2 separate regions of the Mus musculus genome follow, and region 2 is linked to region 1. A link is a contact called in public Hi-C data. All regions are on one chromosome and are shown on one strand. The core of a region is the stretch at or near the end of the contact, and the rest is flanking DNA. Distances in the headings are between cores, read along the strand shown. Region 1 overlaps Dnm3 (dynamin 3). Region 2 overlaps Dnm3 (dynamin 3).

What was found. A called contact is a pair of places that touch in the nucleus more often than the background predicts.
Region 2: a Hi-C map of uterus shows a contact between it and region 1, with 6 times the contacts expected there. The contact joins two enhancer-like sites. A contact is called at or near these places in 9 of 484 Hi-C or Micro-C datasets (embryonic fibroblasts, palatal mesenchyme and uterus) and 4 of 115 datasets of contacts at active chromatin or transcription factors (the 230-238 cell line, cardiomyocytes, embryonic limb bud and 1 more).

What each region holds. Positions count from the first base shown.
Region 1 is chr1:162,036,722-162,039,575 of GRCm38.p6, reverse strand. All of the region lies in intron 17 of Dnm3 (dynamin 3), which reads left to right. Among named protein-coding and RNA genes, the nearest start is that of 2810442N19Rik, 33 kb to the right of the region's middle. Within about 2 kb of position 1,540, at least 166 of the 459 cell types and tissues checked have an H3K27ac peak or open chromatin away from gene starts, as enhancers often do. A contact at or near this core is called in embryonic fibroblasts and uterus, where this site is marked.
Region 2 is chr1:162,179,195-162,181,894 of GRCm38.p6, reverse strand. The region is part of intron 14 of Dnm3 (dynamin 3); the gene reads left to right. Among named protein-coding and RNA genes, the nearest start is that of Dnm3os, 37 kb to the left of the region's middle. Within about 2 kb of position 1,309, at least 27 of the 459 cell types and tissues checked have an H3K27ac peak or open chromatin away from gene starts, as enhancers often do. A contact at or near this core is called in embryonic fibroblasts and uterus, where this site is marked.

The sequences.
Region 1 (2,854 bases), core at 291-2,790:
AGAGATTCCCCTGCCTAGGCCTCGTGAGTGCTGAGAGTAAAGGCGATTCCACTTTTTATCTGTTGCCTTTTCCCACCCCCTTACCCACCATCCATCCTGCTAAGGGGAGGATGTAGATAGGGTACCACTTGAATCAGGAGGCTACACTAAGTACCACATTCAGAGAGTCCTAGCAGAGGTGATTCATTTCTTCATTGGCACCAATCACAGAGAGAGAAGGGGACCCTCAGAAGTGAAAGTGGGACATTTCCTTGAGCCAGACCCGTGTCAGCCAGTGGCTCATATGAACAGCTCTGCCAGTTGTAAATTCTTGAACTCCAACGTTTGCATGAGTAGTTATTCGCTGCTCAGAGTCCCAGAGAGCCACACCCTGGGGCTGGCGCCTAACCACCATCCTAACTCTCTGCCGAGCCACTTTAAAAAGCATGTGAATACTACCCTGTTGGAGCTAGTGTTTCTGTCTCAGGACCGAGTTCCATGTACAATGTATTTCATTGAGCTCCCGTGCCACACTGCAGCATGTACCATGTTAAGGGGATAAATGTATGGATTGCAGAGTAAAAGGGCTAGTAAAGCAGGAAGCGGTCAAACTGTCAACTGCCACTTTAGAAGGAAGATACCAACTTTTAAAAATCTATTAACACAAAAGAAATGATTATTCCTGAATGAAATGTTTTAGGGGCCAGTGAGAAGGGGGGGAGGGGGAAAGAGCCAAGATGATTGTTTTGTTTTGTTTCATTTTGTTTCATTTGGTTTTGTTTGTTCACAGCTGGGGGAATGAGGAAATGCTTTTTGTAGTAAACTCTGGAAAAAGGAGCTTGACTGGCAAGACGCATTCAGCACGGTCCAAGCTATCTCACAGGATGTGACTGGGTTTAGCGTTGTAAGACAGCTCTGTAGTTTTATTCTGGCCAAATGTCTGTATGATTCTCAGGCAGTTCCCTCCCCTGTCACCTTCCAGCCTTGCTTCTAACAGGGAGTCTCTCTCACTTTGATTCACGGTTTCTCACAAGCAGCTCCAGACTGCCTTTATAAGATAACACAAGTCTTGGGAGTGAGAACGGAGTTGAACCATCTGCAGTTCTTTCTTTGCTATAAAAATAAATAAATAAATAAATAAATAAATAAATAAATAAATAAGAATTTCCACACTCATATCCTTGTTGGGTCCCTCATCCCAACCCAACCCCAACACATACTGCGGAAATGGTGAAAGAGACCCCAGACAGAGCAGTGGGGGTCGAACTCAGGGCGCATGATTCACTGCCTACTGCTTTCATCCACAGTCAATTTTCTAGACAAGCCTGGCCTCCTGTCACTCCCATTAATCACGGGGCCCAAGCAGAGTCCAGCAGGGTGCCCCTTGTACGGCTCAGACAGGGTCTGGGGCATCACAAGATTCCCATTAAAAGCGAGATAGGGGTCTTGACTTCTCATTCATTCCCACAATGCACTTCATCAGCATCCCGCTACACACTCCTCCTGTGAGCAACTGGCGCTGCTGGGTGTTGATGTTGGTTTTGGCTTGCTTCCTCCTAGAGCAGCCAGCCGTTGTGTAAGCAAGTCTGTCTGAATCGCTCTGGGGCTAACTGCCTTCTTAGAAGTCCTCCTGCTGCTCATTATTTAGCCAGCAAGCCATTACTATTATTAGCTTTGAATTCTTCCTTCTCCACTTTCTGTTCACTAAAATACTGAAGTGTGGACAATCATCGCCCAACCAATTGTTAAATGCCTCTCCCTGCCCCCCCCACCTTTTCTATTATTTGGGTTGACATTCAAAACAAGTACAAAACTCAGGAACTTTAAAGAGGGGTTTGGGATGGAGAGTCAGTAACTAGATTCCTTCTCGTGCTCTTTCAGTAACTTCTAGTGTACGTGCCATCTTCATTTTGTATGCACCATACAGTCTATTCAGAAAAATTTAAAGAGAAAATAAAAAAAGAACAGCATTAGGTAGTTCTTGGCAGTCAGTCAAAGACAGCATTGCAGGGAAGGTATTTAAGTCTTTTAAGTGAAGCTATTTGTATATCAGCAACTGCATTTTTCATGACCAGGGAGAGCTATTTGCACAGTCTTTCACGGAAATATTTCTAGACAGTTTCTGTGGCTTTCCTCCCTGAGCTCATGTATTTGCTTCTGCTTCAGAACAGGACAATTTAATGAGCAGTTTTACAGCCCAACCTGCACCCTGCACACTCTACGGGGCTACATGCCTGCCGCATATAACCTTTGCCCTATTTGCCATTAAAGAACAAGACTTTCCTATAACCAACTTTATACTATGATGGGGGTGGGGCACGCAACTGATACTTCAGTCCACCCTACAGCCCATAGACATCAATGTTTTAAAAACTTTATACTTAAAAAAAAATAGGGTACATATTAGCATTACCATAGTCAGCCCCCTTCTTTTGTAAGGTGTTTATGTCATCTTTCATCCTTTGACCTAGAGCAAAAGGACCACGTGCTTCAGAGCAAATAACTCATTTGGCCTCATTTCTAGTCCAGGGAGGCATGTTCAAAGATAAACCCCAAATTATTTCAGAAATAAAAACAACAACAAAAATAAAAAATAAGAGACATCATTTTCTGTCTCCAGTCTTACTAATGATTGTCAGCCCTGGAAAATCCTCTTTGTTTTCGTTTTAAGACATAGGGTTCTGCATATTCTCAAATGAAATAAGTATCTAATTGTAAACAAAAAAAATACCTAAATTTGCCTTATTTTCCCCATGGGTTCTGCTTTTGGTGTTCTGTTGTTTTTCTTGCTATCTGCTAAACATTTGAGCTCTCCCTTTCTTTTGAGCTGTGGAGCCCCAAACAGGAAGCAGGGACCCCTGGCCGGGTCTGGGCA
Region 2 (2,700 bases), core at 60-2,559, 140 kb before region 1:
AATGGAGGGGACAAGGGAGGGAAGAGAAGGGACCGGAAGCTTTGCCAGTCTACACATGAAGCAGATCTCCCTGTGAAGTGTCCTGGGTCCTAGCAGTCAGTTCTGCTTTCCTCCTCCAGGGGCTTTGGAACCAAAGCTAACGTGGAACTGCAGGCAGCCCCTCACATGGCCTTATGTGTGTAGGTGATGAGATTGACAGGTCCCCCTCTTGCTGTGTGAATGCCTGAGATGAAGACTACCAGTGTGTGCACTTGAGCTCTTCGCTTCGAATGTCTCCCTTCCACCTGTCCCCAATTGTATTCTCTCTTTGGGAAGTCGATTCAGAAGGAGCAGAAAGGGAGATCATACAAAACAGGGGAAGAGGAACTTGGGTGGGAAGGAACCCTTTTGCATTTAGGATGAACTGTGGGTTTAAACATTCAGCTTTCTGCCGGAACCACTGTGGGTGGGGTGAGTTTGTAACTGGGTTCCACCTAATTCATTCTATATGCTTGGCAGAGGAAAGTCTGAAATGAGAGCCAAATTCCAAAGGGTCTCTAAGGGAAGCGAGGTCACACTGTATTGAGAATTAGATAGCAACCTGGCTTGAACAAAGGGTTTTTTTTTGTTTTTTTTTGTTTTTTTTATGTATTGGTATACTTGGGAATCATTCTTCTGGAATTCTGTAATTGCTTGGCTATTTTAGGAGGTTCTAGTGTAAATATATTGCAAACACTACATTATAGCTAGATAAGAAAGACTGCTAAGTAATTTAATCAAGTTAACTAAGTTGATTTTATAGCTTGTTTTGAAACTGGAAATAAAATAATGTAGAGAGGTTTATTGATTAGTTCCACTATGACAATAAGCTTTCAGAAATGACTAAGACATATTTAGACTCCTTTTTCCCCTCCATCTAAGGAATTTGGCCCCTCCTTAAATAAAAAAAAATCATCCTTTAATTCCAAGCAGTCTTATTGTAAACAGTTGTTAGATTTTTACATTGTTTTATAAATGGCTTTGCTGCTTAATACACTTTAATAGTTTAAAGAAAGAAAAAAAAAACGAGAAAACCAGAAGAGGCAAGAAACTAAGTATCATTAATCAGTAGGGACAATAAAAATAGGAATGGACAGAGATGCGACTTAGGTTCACTTTTCTGGAAGGATTCCAGAATTTGAGGTCTTCTGCATGCTCGGGGTCTAAGGGGAGCAAGCGCTGCAGACTTTTGAAGTTGTTTTTGCTTACAACCAACATTACCTCAAAGTGCAGAGTGCACAAGAGTTAATTTAAATGTCGGTTACAAGTTCCAAGAAATGTGGAGATATAAACCAGAAAGACAGCCTGACCTAGAGAGCTGAGCAAGGCTTTGGGAATGTGGACTTTGGGGCTGACCCGGTGTCAGGTTTTTTTTTTGTTTTGTTTTTTGTTTTTTTCTTTTAGTTTTGTCGTGATGAAATACAGTTTCTGCTTGCCTAAGCACTGTAAGGCAATGCCAAATGCAGGTAGAATGGCATTTATTTCCTCCTATCTGGGGAGGGAAATAGTAAAAAGTGCAATGTGACACCCCCTGCCCTCCGAAGATGACATATAGGGTTAGTACGGGGTTTTGTTCTTTGTGAGTGACCTGAGACATATGGCAGTTCTGAGCCAAAAGCTGATGTGTTTTTGCTTTTGTTTTTGTTTTTGTTTTTTTTTTGGGGGGGGGGGGTTGTTCGAGACAGGGTTTCTCTGTGTAGCCCTGGTTGTCCTGGAACTTACTCTGTAGACCAGGCTGGCCTTGAACTCAGAAATCCATCTGCCTCTGCCTCCCGAGTGCTGGGATTAAAGGCATGCACCACCACGCCTGGAAGCTGATGCTTCTTGTTCCTCCAAGGGACATCTTACCCTTTCCCCATGGCCAGCCCAGCAAAAGGACTGAGAATCAATTGTCTAACAAAGTTTTGAAGGAACGTTTTGTCTGCCCTAATGTGTACTCTGTGGACCCCTGCAAGCTTTCCCAGCTGTGTAACATTGAGAGTTACAAACTTTCTCCAAAAATGGTGTAGATTTGCAAAATGACTTCCCATGGTCCTTGATAGGGACTTTAGACTTGTCTGTGGAACATGTTTACGAACCACAGCTTCACAGGATACATGTATGTCTCTAAGTTCTGAAAGCAGTGACATCCAGCTTGGCTCTGTGGGAAAAGCCACTCCCCTTAGCCAGGTGACCTTGTGGAGAGGAAACATCTGTAGAAAATAACAAGTCCTCTTCTGGCCCGGCCTTTCTCTGCCCTGCTCTCAGGCATCACCAGAGCTCACTCAGAGGACCTCACAACTCATTGTCAGTGCGCTCCCTAACATCACATGAGAGGCTTAAGCAGGTTTCCTTTTCTTTCTTACTTGGCCACAGGAAACCCCACCCCATCCTCAGAGCCCACTGCACACTCCTCTCACCGCTGTGCATCATTGTAGCCCAGCGCTTAGAAGAGCAATCACTAACCTTGTTGAAGGTTAGACACCAAGACTCATTAGACTGCCGCTAATTCTTTTACCAATTCCTCATCAACCTAAGTGACAGAAACATAAAATGAGGTTCAGAAGGCAAGGGGGACTTCTTCCAGGCACTGCTAGTAATGAATACAGGCAATGACAGTGATAACATCTTGTATTTTTATGCCGCTTGCTAGATATTGAGAAGTATCTAAGCATTTCACATGCATTAACTTACTGTTTTAAT